Linked DNA regions of Macaca mulatta: region 1 is linked to region 2. A link is a contact called in public Hi-C data. All regions are on one chromosome and are shown on one strand. The core of a region is the stretch at or near the end of the contact, and the rest is flanking DNA. Distances in the headings are between cores, read along the strand shown.

Region 1 (3,622 bases), core at 836-3,335, 390 kb after region 2:
AACAGCACTCATGGAGTTTTTATAACTAACTGTGGACTTAGAGGGAAAGTAGGTAAACAATTAACTGTGCTTTGTTAAAGATATACAGGTGCACAAGTTCCCAATCTCCTCGAACCCTCACCAGCACTCAGATGTCTGCAGTCACTGGTCACCTCTTGATCACAACTCCCTCTTCTTCCCCCTGCCCTTTACATAAAAAGAGCCTGAAATTCGTACCAACTTAAGATGATACTTTAGGATGCTAGTCCACCATCTTCTTGGTTTGCTGGCTCTTCAAATAGACCTGTTTTTCCTCCCACCAACCTTTGTCTCTGCAGTTTAGGCTTCCCAGGGGTGAGCAGCAGAACCACTCATCTATTCCCAAGCCTCTTCTCACTCATTGAGCTGCACTTTATGTCTATACTGGCTTCAGACACGATCATCTGTCTCTGTCTCTGAGGCTGTAGGAACTGAAGCAGCTTTCATCGAAGAGCCTGACTGGTTGGGCTCAGAGGCCTCCTAGGCAGCATCACTGGTAAGCCAGTATCCCTAAAAAGTAGTTACTATTGGAGGACTGTGCCACCACTTGTGTTCACCATAGGACTTGGTCACCTGGACCATCTTTTGGGATCATAACGGGATCAGCAAGTCCCACTTCTACTCAAACACTGTTTCTTTGATTCACACATACATTGAAATACAACTGTGCCTTGATGATATCTACCACCACTACCCCTCAACCAAGACGTCTGTAGGCACTGGGGAGTCCTGAATAAAAAGCACAGCATCAGTTGGCACTGGGATGGGAGCCCATGGGCTTTTTAATTTCCTGCTCTTATTGGCAGTTGGGAGCTAAATTTTCTCACTCTCAACTGTCTTCGAATCCTGAGCCGTGCAGAGGGTTAAACTTTAATAAGGCATTGATTGGACCTTCAGATACCCCATAGATTTAGTTTGCTGGGAACTGATTCAGGTTAACATGCGTCAGGGGCTATGATGAATGGACTGACTCTGGATACCTTTGGAGAGCTTAAGAAAGCACTACAGACAGGACTGGGGAGCAACCCACCCAAGCCTTGGCAAAGGACAAAGAGGCGGTGGCGGTAGCAGCAGCACTTACTGATCAAGACCTTTAGGAGAAGTGAGATGGGACACAGGGCCAGGAAAATTTTCTGGGACTGAGATTTCCTTGGAAGTCATCTGGTATCTTGTCAACGCCGCTGAGGAGACTTAGAGTCTTTCCAGGCAAGCACTTGGAGTTGTTCCACAGGACTTGGTTTCCCCAAGCCAGTGAGGCTCACAGGGGCAAAGATTCACAGTTCCTCACCTCTCTGGTTACCTGCAGCACAAGGCTTGGGTGACCAGAAGGAGGAATGGTCACACATTTAGCCTGCGTATTCTAATCATTATTTTTGTTGGAATTTTGTAACTAAATCCATTTTTTGCTGGAATGAGGGCAATCAAACCTATGTATGGCAGGTTCTAAATAAAATTCTAAAGGAGAAATTCTGAAAAAAACAAAAAAACAAACCTTGAATAATGGCAACATCATGAGACTATTTGTAGCCCCAGGGTGACTACTTTGGATGCTATACAATTACTTGTATATGGATGTCAGGTCAGTTTATTGAATCATTATTTTTAAAATCTTATTTGCTTATTCACAGAGCCTATTTTTCAGAAGTCTTAATAATCACATTTTGCATGCTTACAAATGCTTCCTGGTGTCAGGGTCTGCTCTATGAATTCCACAGGTACAGCTCATTCATTCTTGTAGTAGTCCCAGGAGGAATGGCTTCTTGCTTTCTCCATTTCACTATTAAGCAACTTGCCCAAGGTCATAGAACTATTCAGTGGAGGAAGTGAGGTTTAAACCCACATGGCCTGGCTCTGGAGCTTGGTTCTTAACCACTACCTCCACTGGATCTGATTATGTCATCTACTCACAGGATATTTTCCAATTTAAAATGACTGCAAGCAATCCTTAGACACAGTCCCAATTTGCCAGATAATCACGACTGTCTTCCCTCCTATTCCTCAGGGGAAGCCATATGGATCTGGCTTAAATTTCTTAGGAGAGGTGTATCAGTTAGGGTTCCTCTTTGGAAAGCCACAAAAATGAACTCTGGCCAAGATCTTATAAAAGGGGAATTTGTTAGAGGTCTGTGTGGATCAGTTAATAGGAGGGAAACTGGAGAATCAAGCTTAAAAATAGGATGGGAGGAGCCACAAACAGAAACTATGTCTACTGTGGAAGTATAAGTAGAGGAATTTCACAAAATTGAGGGCACTGCTGCTGGAGCAAAACAAACAAACAAACAAAAAAACCCAATTCATCTGAGTCTTCAGAGCCTTGGAAGAAAGAATATAAATGGCCAAGTTGGGCATGCGCTTCCTAGGGACTGTACAGAATGGTGAGAGGAAGGTTCTGGGGAAAGGAGCCTCTGGGTACTTCAGAATGGAAGTAGAAAGTATTAGGACTTTGGTAGTGTTTAGCTGTGTTTTACTACTGATATTGCACAGAATGGGGAAGAGGTAAGTATGAATGGGGAAGAGGTAAGTATGAATGGGGAAGAGGAGGGAGTGAGCAGGAAGCTGACTTGAAAACTGTTATAAGAGACCAAGTAGGTGGTCATGTAAGATTAAAACTTGGGGTAATAGAAGAAAGAATGAGAGGAAAAATAGGATTTAAGAGGGTGACTTAACAGCAGTTTTCTTTCTCTTTGTCCTCCCCTAGTTTTGGAGTTCTCAACCATCATCTCCTGCCCCCAGTACATTTGGGCAACTCTGGGAATTAGAGGTTGTCTATTTCCATGTCTGAATTCTTGCCTAAAGGCCTTCAGTTGCTGACCTCTCTTCTCAAATTTTCAATCTCGATATCATTTTGCTTCCTAGTATTTTCGATCCAAATCATTTTACTTATGATAGAAACTGAAGCAAGTATGGGTTGTCTTTGTAATGTAAACGTAATTTCGGAAGTAGACCATTCCCCTTGATTATAAGCAAAGTCAAACCTAATATTAGTTTGGATTTATATTACTGTTAATATTATTTACTCTCTGAAAACAGACTAACCCCAATTAACATTGTGAATTGTCTGCCCTGTAATGACCAGATATTCCATTCTATTACATTATTGAAATCATTTGCATGGTAATTATGGTTTAGCCCTATCAGTAATTGGAATTGTTTGCCTTCTGGTAATGTTGTACAATGGTGGCTCATTAATCACATAGAAAACCTTGCCACGTGGCAGGATTAAGAAAGTATAATAATACGCTCCCACTAAACTCGTGGTTCTAAACCAGCATTTCAGTTTGTTCCATTACCTTTCCTCTGATGTAGGTTTTTGTTTGTTTAGTTTCTAAACCACTCATGACAGAAAAATAATATAAATTGCAAATGTGAAAATGTGATTGTTCTAGGAAAATTTTATTTAAAAATTCCACAGCACAAATTACCCATCTCATCTTCCTTGTCTCTTCAATATTTCTCCTTCTTCCAATCTGATAAATGAAGCAAATATCATAGGCTGCCAAGGGAATTGAGATATTTTTGTGTGTGAGTGTGTGTGTGTGTATAATTTAAGTAAACCAAATGTATAGGAAGAATCTGAGCTTGCATTAGAAACAAAACAAAACAA
Region 2 (3,233 bases), core at 605-3,104:
CCATGCTATGCTGCTATGATAAAATACCTGAGAACGGTTCATTTATAAAGAACAGAAATGTATTTCTCACACTTCTGGAGACTCGGAAATCTAAGGTCAAGGTGCTGGCAGGTTTGTTGTCTGGTGAGGGGCTGCGTCTCCTCTTCCAAGATGGTGTCTTTGAGGCAGGATAGGTAGTCAAGGAAATGACCATGTTCTCAGAATGTAGCAGCCGTGGTGACAGTACAGCCAACACAGTAAGCCTTAGCATTCACATTATAATTGAGCTCACTCAAGCAAAGCTATCTTCAATAGGGACTTTCCCCTCTAGATAGCATACACACTTTGACTTTACCTGTCCTCAAACTAACCCCTTGCTGATTATAATAGTAAAAAACACACCCTTGGGTGGAGATTTAAGATGCTAATGAGAACGTGATATATGAACAAGCATGTACAGCTACTGCCATTGTGTACACAGAGGACTACCCAGAACATGCTTACTAGTAACACCTCTTCATACCTCCTTATGAATAACCATGTAAGGCTCCCATAAAGAGAGTCTCCCTAGTGCCAGTCTTTGCTGTCTCACCCTTACGAGCAGCCCGCCCTGAAATCTCCCTCTGAGGGTGTACTGCCTATTCTGTATTATTTTTCTTTTGTGATAAATTGCTCTATGCTGCACTTCCTATGCTATGTGTCTCTTGTTTAAATTCTTTTAAACCAAGAAGACAAGATCTGAGGTAACACATCAGCCATCAACACCTTGAATGCTGCATCCACCAGGGGAGAGGGAAACTTCTTCGTGTGACAGAAGAGCAGGAAAGCAAACCCTCTCTCATAGGCCACTTTTATAGTGAAGAGCTTTATTCCAGCATCAATCCATTCATAAGGCATTAATTCATTCATGAGGGCAGACCTAACCCCTCCCATTAGGCACCATCTCAAGATCTAAACACCTCCCATTAGTCACCAACTCCTAATGCTGTTGCATGGGGGATTCAGCTCCCAACACATGAATTTGGAGGGAACAAAAACACTCAAACCATAACAATAAGGATAGCTGAGCAGGAAGACAAATGAAGCCAGGATCCCTAATAGCACTGAGGAGTTGATGCACCAGCCCTGGCTTTCCGCTTCTAGGTTTTTTGTCATATGAGGAGCATAAACCTGTTTACTTATGTAAGTTACTGCTTTCTTGCAGCAAAAGGTAATTCTAACTGCAAAGGTCTTGAAAGAAGGTGATTACTTTAGTAGATGGTGTGGAGGAGCAAAGGTGTTCTAAGTGAGGGGAATGGTTTAAGCAAAGTTTTGGCAGCACAGATAATCAAGGTGTGGCTACTGAGGTCAATCCGGCTGAATTGAAGCATCTTGGGGCACTCTCTGGAAAATCCCTTGGGTCCCCCTGAGCCGCTGTGGCATTATTGGGTAATGATTTTTCCTTTCCAAAATGTAAATAGCGAAGTGAGACAATTGGTGATTATTCTTAAGCAAGTTGTTGCAAAGATTTATGAGTCCCTTTCCAGAAGACAGAAACAGGAAGAAAACATGTAGAGTTTGTATGTTCCCCTGCAAAAAAGTCCTTCTTGTCTAAAACTTATGCTTTCTGGTTTTAAATGTTTTAATTCAAGAAGAGGAAAACGAATCTGTCCTTCACTTTTTCAAACTGAGCCTTGTTTGGATGGCTCAATCGAGCATTCTCCAAACAAGGTAACATGTAGGTCTCCCTGGCTCCTGTTCTCAACTTCAGTTCTTTGGGGTGGATCCTCTATTTCTGTTTTTTTTTTTTTTTTTGGAATGGCTGCTGAGTCATGCTGGCAGAAATGCTGCTACAGGATGTGGACACTCCCTTCTCTGAGGTGCCAGAGGAGCCAGTTTTGGGTTGCTGGATGGCTCAACGTCCCGCCAGGCAGAGGACGGGGCAGCGTGGGTGATATCCAGATAACACTTGGGGCTGCATTTAGTGGGAAATAAAAAGATCATCATTTTTTCATGTGTCTGTTTCTTTGTTTTCTAACATTTCTATTTTTTGTATGTGATAAATGTCATTGGAGACCATAGAGGGAAGAATCTGAGTTCATTCAGCTCCTGAAATACTATTCAAAAGAATGTGGTACATATTTCTGCTTGGCTATCCCAACTGCCATTTTCAGCTCTATTCTCTCTTGCCACCTTTTACTTTAAAGTCTAGAAAAGTTTATATATATATATATACACACACATATATATACATATATATATGTGTATATATATATACACACACACACACACATATGTGAGACAATTGGTGATTATTCTTAAGCAAGTTGTTGCATATGTGTGTGTGTGTGTGTGTGTGTGTGTGTGTGTGGAAGTTTTCTGGGAGCTCTGATGAAGGTTTTCTTTTTTTTTTTTTTTTTTGGTCTGGAAGAGGCAGACACATACTGCTAGTGGATGTGATGTCTGGAGGCATAGCAGCCACCTTGAGACTATGTGGTGATAAGCATGAAGGTAAGGCCTAGAAAATATCAGAGACTTTGGCCTTGGCACATCAAGCCACTGAATTAAAGGCAGGAATTACCCAGCTCTAAACATCTGATAATGTGTTAAAAATAAATCTAGACCCTCATTTTCTGTTACTTGTGATTGAAGGCATTCTTAATGGGTATAGGTGGGTTGGTTCTGAACTGTTTGGGAAACCTCGAATTATAGACTGAAAGATTTGGATTTTTAAACTTTTCCACAACAACTACTTACGACCCATAAGGACTTATATTAGAAACATTTCTGCTAAGTCCTCCGCTTCTACAAGGGGAAGCCCTAGACATCACAAGACATCACATAATATACTCTTTGAAATAGCTTATGGAAACCTGACTGAAGAGGTGTGTGTCAGGATTAGGGCAGAGTATTGCTGGGCTGAACCAATCAGATTTCTCTCTATGTGTCTATAATTTGAAACAGGAGGCCAGAGAATGACAGCATCTGATGATGACCGGAGAAACTGGGAATTCAAGGTCTAGGGTCAGGGATACCCCACAAGCAATAGGCCCAGGATTTGGTGGAGAGAGAAGAGAATGGAGCACTTGCACTGAGGGAGAACATGGAGTGAGAGGCAGCCTCAGCTTCCAGGGATTTCCAGTGTCCAGCTCCACTTCCTGTTAGCTCCTGCTCCATTTCTTGCTCTTGAGTGCCTTGAACACTTCCTGTGTGGCAAATTAAAAATGGATATGAAGTGTGTGCAGCTCCTGTTATGAGCTGAATGTCTGTGGCTC

Evidence for each region. A called contact is a pair of places that touch in the nucleus more often than the background predicts.
Region 1: a Hi-C map of fibroblasts shows a contact between it and region 2, with 4 times the contacts expected there. The contact joins two enhancer-like sites. A contact is called at or near these places in 5 of 14 Hi-C or Micro-C datasets (cortical neurons, fetal cortex germinal zone, fetal cortical plate and 2 more).

Annotation. Positions count from the first base shown.
Region 1 is chr5:15,340,411-15,344,032 of T2T-MMU8v2.0, forward strand. No RefSeq gene overlaps it. Among named protein-coding and RNA genes, the nearest start is that of TAPT1, 43 kb to the left of the region's middle. Within about 2 kb of position 2,086, at least 2 of the 40 cell types and tissues checked have an H3K27ac peak or open chromatin away from gene starts, as enhancers often do.
Region 2 is chr5:14,951,482-14,954,714 of T2T-MMU8v2.0, forward strand. No RefSeq gene overlaps it. Among named protein-coding and RNA genes, the nearest start is that of FGFBP1, 54 kb to the right of the region's middle. Within about 2 kb of position 1,855, at least 1 of the 40 cell types and tissues checked has an H3K27ac peak or open chromatin away from gene starts, as enhancers often do.